2 separate regions of the Danio rerio genome follow, and region 2 is linked to region 1. A link is a contact called in public HiChIP or PLAC-seq data. All regions are on one chromosome and are shown on one strand. Each heading gives the region's core, a stretch centred on a gene start, on an enhancer-like site or on the middle of the called end of the contact. The rest is flanking DNA. Distances are from core to core; before and after follow the strand shown.

The links. HiChIP or PLAC-seq counts read pairs in DNA pulled down with a chosen protein or histone mark.
Region 2: a contact with region 1 is called in an H3K4me3 HiChIP or PLAC-seq map of gastrula embryo, with 5 times the contacts expected there. The contact joins the promoter of ngdn here to the promoter of ncoa2 in region 1. A contact is called at or near these places in 5 of 18 Hi-C or Micro-C datasets (caudal fin, embryo, hematopoietic stem cells and 2 more) and 2 of 4 datasets of contacts at active chromatin or transcription factors (embryo and gastrula embryo).

Annotation. Positions count from the first base shown.
Region 1 is chr24:15,706,138-15,709,145 of GRCz12tu, forward strand. It overlaps ncoa2 (nuclear receptor coactivator 2), which reads left to right and starts at 1,530. Exons shown (of 22, transcript NM_131777.1): 1 at 1,530-1,619.
Region 2 is chr24:16,007,354-16,010,361 of GRCz12tu, forward strand. ngdn (neuroguidin, EIF4E binding protein) reads left to right here and starts at 1,429. Exons shown (of 11, transcript NM_198373.2): 1 at 1,429-1,512; 2 at 1,725-1,784; 3 at 2,750-2,821; 4 at 2,910-3,008. The coding sequence starts at 1,489.

The DNA.
Region 1 (3,008 bases), core at 280-2,779:
TATCCATTTCTCAGTGAAGATAGGCAATGTATTTGGGTGCATTTAAGCAATTTAGATTTATTAATCAGATATATTTATTAAAATAATATTTTAGTCAAACTTAATTAGAAATTGAAAGATAATACAATTCAATTGAAGCAAAATATGACAACAAAATTACAACACAATTTTAAAAAATTGTTCATTTTTTTACTTCTCTTGATTTTTCCTTCTTTTAAAATTTGCATTTAATATTTTCCTATAACATAAATTTGTGGGTACTAGCTTTTGGACCATTATCATAAGTCATTTTGTTAGATAAGCTCCAGATTTGGCTTCAGTATTGAATAATCTAATGTGTATGCACAAATATAATATTGTATAGCTTCCTATTAAAAATAATAAATTAAAATATTCGTGAGATGTGTATTTATAAATGCTGAGCACTGTATATTTTGTTATAATATAGGCTAATCTTTCTAATTATTATTTTTAATATTTTTATTTTTTTCTAAAGTGATAATTTCACAATTAGATCAACAACAATTGATAATTTTTCTGTAAATCTTGGGTTTAATTTAAGGCAGTTATGTCTCGAGGCTTCCTAATAAATTAATTGATTGTCCACTTGGTACAATATAGAATTGCATCTGTCGGTTTACTGTCCTCAAATTAAAACACCTTGTTGTCATTCAATTTTACAGATAAAATGGCCTAATTGTTTGTGAAATGGGCATTTTGTAATCAAGGCAATACATCTTGACTTAATTAGAATAGGCTTTTGAGAAATTCATATTATAGGATTGTATTTTACCATATTTTATTTCTGTAAATATACCCTGTGTTTTTGGGCCACTTGAATTTGACTTAAATTTTATACATTTTTAAGACCAGCCTGACAACCAATTGAACATTTAAACTTAAAAAACACTGGTAAATTTGTTTTTAAATTAGGCTTTTTACTATTTTCATACAAAACATTTGGACCATCCCTTCCAAAAGCTGGTACTGTTTTGTTTTCCTAAAAAGTTTCTATTTGATTAAATTAGGCAAAACAAACATTTAAAATGTACATCAACAGCCTTGAAGTGAATCATCACAAGCAGGATGTGATGTTGGTTTCCAGCGTGGCTCATCTAACTTGGTTTTTAATGAACCTGTTATGACATTGATAATAGAGTGCAGATTGCTTTGGCTTTGGAATAACAACAACAAGGGCTCGTAACCTGACCACTCTGGCACACTTTTTCTCCCACAGCAGCACTTTAAATGTGGCAAACTGCCTTTTCGACACAGCTTTGATTCCCTCTCTAATATTATGAAACATCCACTTGGAGTTTAGAAAGCACAAAGCCTAGGAAATTGCTATCCAACTGGTGAGCCGTGTCCTTATGTTTGCTGTATCATCATTTTGCCCCGTTGCTCGCTGCAAGGTTGCTATGCAGGCTAGAGTAAACGAGTAGATACTGGTGCCCGTAGTATGTGGGGGAGGTTTTGCTGGCGAGATAAACAAGCAGCCAGCCATCGTTAGGCATACGGCAGCAGGAACATGGCGGCGGCAGTTAACTATAATGCTGTTTCACCAAGCCGAAGGTCAGAGCTGGACATAACGCACGGGATTTAGGAGGAAACCAAACACCGTAAGTTCGACATGGTTGCAAATCTTCTATGTTTGCCGGTGAATGGCGGTTTGTGGAGGCTTTGTAACGCGATTTTTTTACCCACTCGCTGCAGGATCCAATCACAGTTCCGCGGCGGCGGTATCCTGCATTAGCTTGCTAAACCAGCTACGCTCGCTATTTCAGCCTGGTCACTTTGCAGAGTTGGGGAGTTTTGTTTTGCTTGTTGCCTTAGTGTAAACAAATCTCTTTGAGCGACCTTCAAGCGGAGGCACGGCAGTTATTGTTCAAACATTTCGGCTGTGTCGCTGATTTACTTGATTCGCCCGCGCTGCTTGCATTTGAGCGATTAAGTTTAGCCAGCTCCCCCCTCTTTATTTGCCTGGCTAGCGTTAGCCTGCGAGCCTCCATTTGACTCGCGCTGGAGTCTGCTTTGAACATTATTTGTGGGCTTTTTAACTTTAGCGGGCGGAGAAAAGTGCTACATTGTAACGTGTTAATGGAGTTCCCCGGGAACACTCGTGTTACATCGCGAGTTCCGAAGCTAACGTTAGAGGCTGAAGGCAATAATGTTGCTATCGCTGTGCTGAAAGTAAATGCGCGGTGTTATTTGACAGTCTCAGCGAGGGCTGAGATTAGTGAGTCAGCTCTTTGCTCAACTACTGCACGCCACGGTTCGGTTTTCGGGAGCTCGACTCCGTGGAGAAAGGAAAAGTTGGGGCGCCGGTGGATGGGATTGGGAATGCTGCTAATTAGCATTTTACCTCGTGATTTGCCTGGACTCCGCTATTATATGTGGAGCATGGGCTGCTTTTGTCATCCAGAAGATTTTTTTTACTTTGGTCGACTGAGTTCGTAGTCGCCGTGACGATGTTTTACGGTCGTCTGACGTCACGAGTCACAACGCCGGGTAGTTCAGTGGGTCTAGGTCATGTTTAGATGCACCTTAGCATTTAACTCATAACTCATTAGTTTAACACGAGGGAGATGCGCGAGTTCTTATTTGGCCATGCATATCTGGTTGAGTGTTTGTTTTCATACAGTTTTGATGGAATTTCTCTTTATAAACGCAGGTCATTGTTTTATTTATTTCTAATTTGAATTTGTGGATTGCTATCGTGGGGATCGGTAACGTTAATTGTTTGTATTCGATTCTATATCCAGGATTTAGTTTATTAATGGTTCCATTAACAGCTTACAGCAATAACCACTAAACTAACAGTACTGGTGATTACCAAAATCCTTATGTTTTTTATGGTTTAAACAGAGTAGCATGTCTGTGCTTGTCTGTCTATTAGGGCACAATATTGGCATTGAATATTGTAATATTATGATATTAGAAAGAATTTATTATTTTAGATTGATTGGGATGATTCTGTTGGAGAGTATAAGCATAAAATATAAGAAACA
Region 2 (3,008 bases), core at 179-2,678, 300 kb after region 1:
GCATCAGTCCTGATGCTATACCAAAAATCCCGTAATTTCTGACAATTTTGACAAATAAATAATTCTATGAAAGGTTCTTTATGGTTGGAAAACCTCTTTAGATTTGGCTAAAATGTTCTTCATACTTATGTTATAAAGGAATATTTTAAGAACTGTTCACTGAAGCCATTGATTAAACGTTATTTTTAAGTAGGTCGAAATGAATCATGATTTGATGATCACATTTTGCATTGTGTTTAGTAACTCACATTGTCTATCAGTGTGGTTGATTCTGCTCCGGCAGTCTCACAGATGCTGATGAGACTGGTGTAATATGGAGTCCTGCGCCATCTTCTGGTAAAAGGCAAAACTGAAGGACAGTCGAAAATCACACAATAATTTAGAATAGTTTTGAACTGTAAATTAACAACAAAAAAGTAGATGCAAACAGTAAGAACTAGTTACATTTTAGTTTTATAATATTGCGAAAACGAATCATGATTTTACTACAATTAGTAGAAAATAATTAGACGGCTAATAGACGTCTTTTAAACCATGATGCTTCCTGAGTACTAGATCAATAGAATTATTTATCTGGGTTCCAGCACATGTTGGAACTTTAGGGAATGAAGAAGCAGATGAATAGGCAAAGGAGGCCACAAAAAATAAATAAACAAATAAATAAATCAGAAATTGACATGTTTTTAAGAACTGGGAAAATGAAATGAAGACAATTATTCGACAATATGTGAGGGAAAGATGGCAAAAGAAATGGAAGGAAGAAGGAAGGTGGTAATATGTGATCCAGAGGATGGTGGGTAAAAACAGAAATAGGGAAAAATAGATGCGAGGAAACCATCATGTCAAGGTTAAGGTTTGAGCATACTGCTCTGAATAGTGGACTGTTTAGAATAGGAAAACATCCAAATGGACTTTGTATTAATTGTGATGAAGAGGAAAGTATAGAACATATCATAAAGAAATGTCCATTATATAAAAGGGAACGGAAAATGATGATAGACACTGAGGAAAATAAGGTAAATCTAAATATTAATAGTATGTTAAGTAGTAGAGTAGGAGATAGTAAAATGAAAGCTTTTTATTTGTTAGAGAAACTGGGTTGTATAATATGCTAGACTATAGTCTAAAGTTTTAGTCTATAGTTTTAGACTATCAGTCTAAACCCTGTTTAAAACACATCAGCCACGAATTGCTTAAAACCCGTTTAAAGCCCAGCGTAAAACCAGCAGTAAATCGTCTTACGTTGATTAAAAATGCTATTATAAATGAAACAAATTACATCAAATTGACGCTGTAAATGCTCCAGAAAACCGTTTGTAGGTCCTTTTACAAGTGTCTATGAAAAGCAACATGTATATAATAATCAAATCACATTTAAACCGTCCTGTCAGCCTTTGGTAAAACTGTTGGTCGAGACGAATTTTCCCGAATTGCCTGCTTTGAGTTTTGTCCCCACACGCTTTCCGTATCAACTTTGCTTAATTCAAAATGGCGGCCACCGCAGTTGGAAACGTGAGTTTATCTTTAATTAGTTTCTTTATTCTTTAGTCAAACCTAAACATAGACGATTGAAGTTTAGTATTTTATTACATTTCTATTATACTGTCATTTAATGTACTTTTATTTTCCAGTTAAGATGAGTAAAACTGGACATTGGATTACACGATAGCCTTTTAGAAATTTATTTACTTTTGTATATTTATTTATTTATTTATTGCTTGTAGGATGTTATAGACCGTGATCTTCCGACTGCTGTCCGTCTACTTAACAGTCTCACCGAACAGGTCTGTAATTTCACAAAATGTAATATTTTGATGGTTATTTTTGAGAACTGTCTGCATCACAATTACACGTTATATTTTATATTGAGTTAAAGATGGTTTTATTTTCGCACATTCAGACTTTCATCTCAATAATAACATTTCAGAAAAGTATTATTTGCCAATCCTAAAGAGTGAAATTTAATAGAAGCCAATGACTATCAAAGTACAACACTGTTCAGTAGTGCTAATGTTGTTTAAGTCATATTTACGCTGGGTTTTTAGTCTGAATATTCAAAGTACCAAACAATATATGGAGCGTGTCACAGGTTGTCACTAAACGATACCAACTTTTAAAGTACCAACTTTACCTCAATAAACCAAATTAGCAGCCAATGACTATCAAGGTACAACAGTGTTCAGTCAATTAAATAGTGCTAATGTTGTTTTAAAGTCATACTACACGCAATTTCAGACCGAATATTCAAAGTAAATATAGGAACATTCACAAATTGTCACTGTTCAAGAATGAACAAATGTGCGAATATAAAACCAACTTTACCTGTTTGTATTTTATGGACAATGGGATTACACATTATTTACACAATCAAGTATACTATTTGTAATGTATTGGTTCTTATGCTTTTTTATATCATTTAGTCAAATTCTGGGTTTGTTGATCACGCCTTTCTAGACTTTATTCATTTTAAACAGCTCAATTTGTTTCTTTAAGAAAAAACTGATGGTAAATTCAACAGTATTTAATTACAAATTGCATTAGATGTAAGTTCAAACTGTTTGAGTTATTCATCGTATATAGTAAAGCCATTGTTCACTTTGGTTGTTGATTACTTTAGTATTGTTACAGTCTTTTAACATCATTTTTATGGTGCTTTTAATTTGTTATCAGTAACAGACTAATCTTTAGGTAATACAGCTAGCACACTAGATGAACATGGAGATGTGATGATGCTGTTTGATATTTTCAGATTGTTTCAGTCACCAGTCATGTTCGGGAGCTTATAAAGAAAGTCAGAGAGAAAGCTTACCAGACTTCCAAGGTAAATGTTGTCTCTGGTAAAAAAAAAAAAAAAAAAACTTTACCGCAATTATGTGCATGACTTGATTATTTTTTTCTGTTTGCTTTAGGGTTTGTCTTTTCTGGACTTGAGATATCATCTGTTACTGTTTTATCTGCAAGACATCACTCATTTGATCAGTTTGAAGACAGAAGGAGAAAGTCTGAAG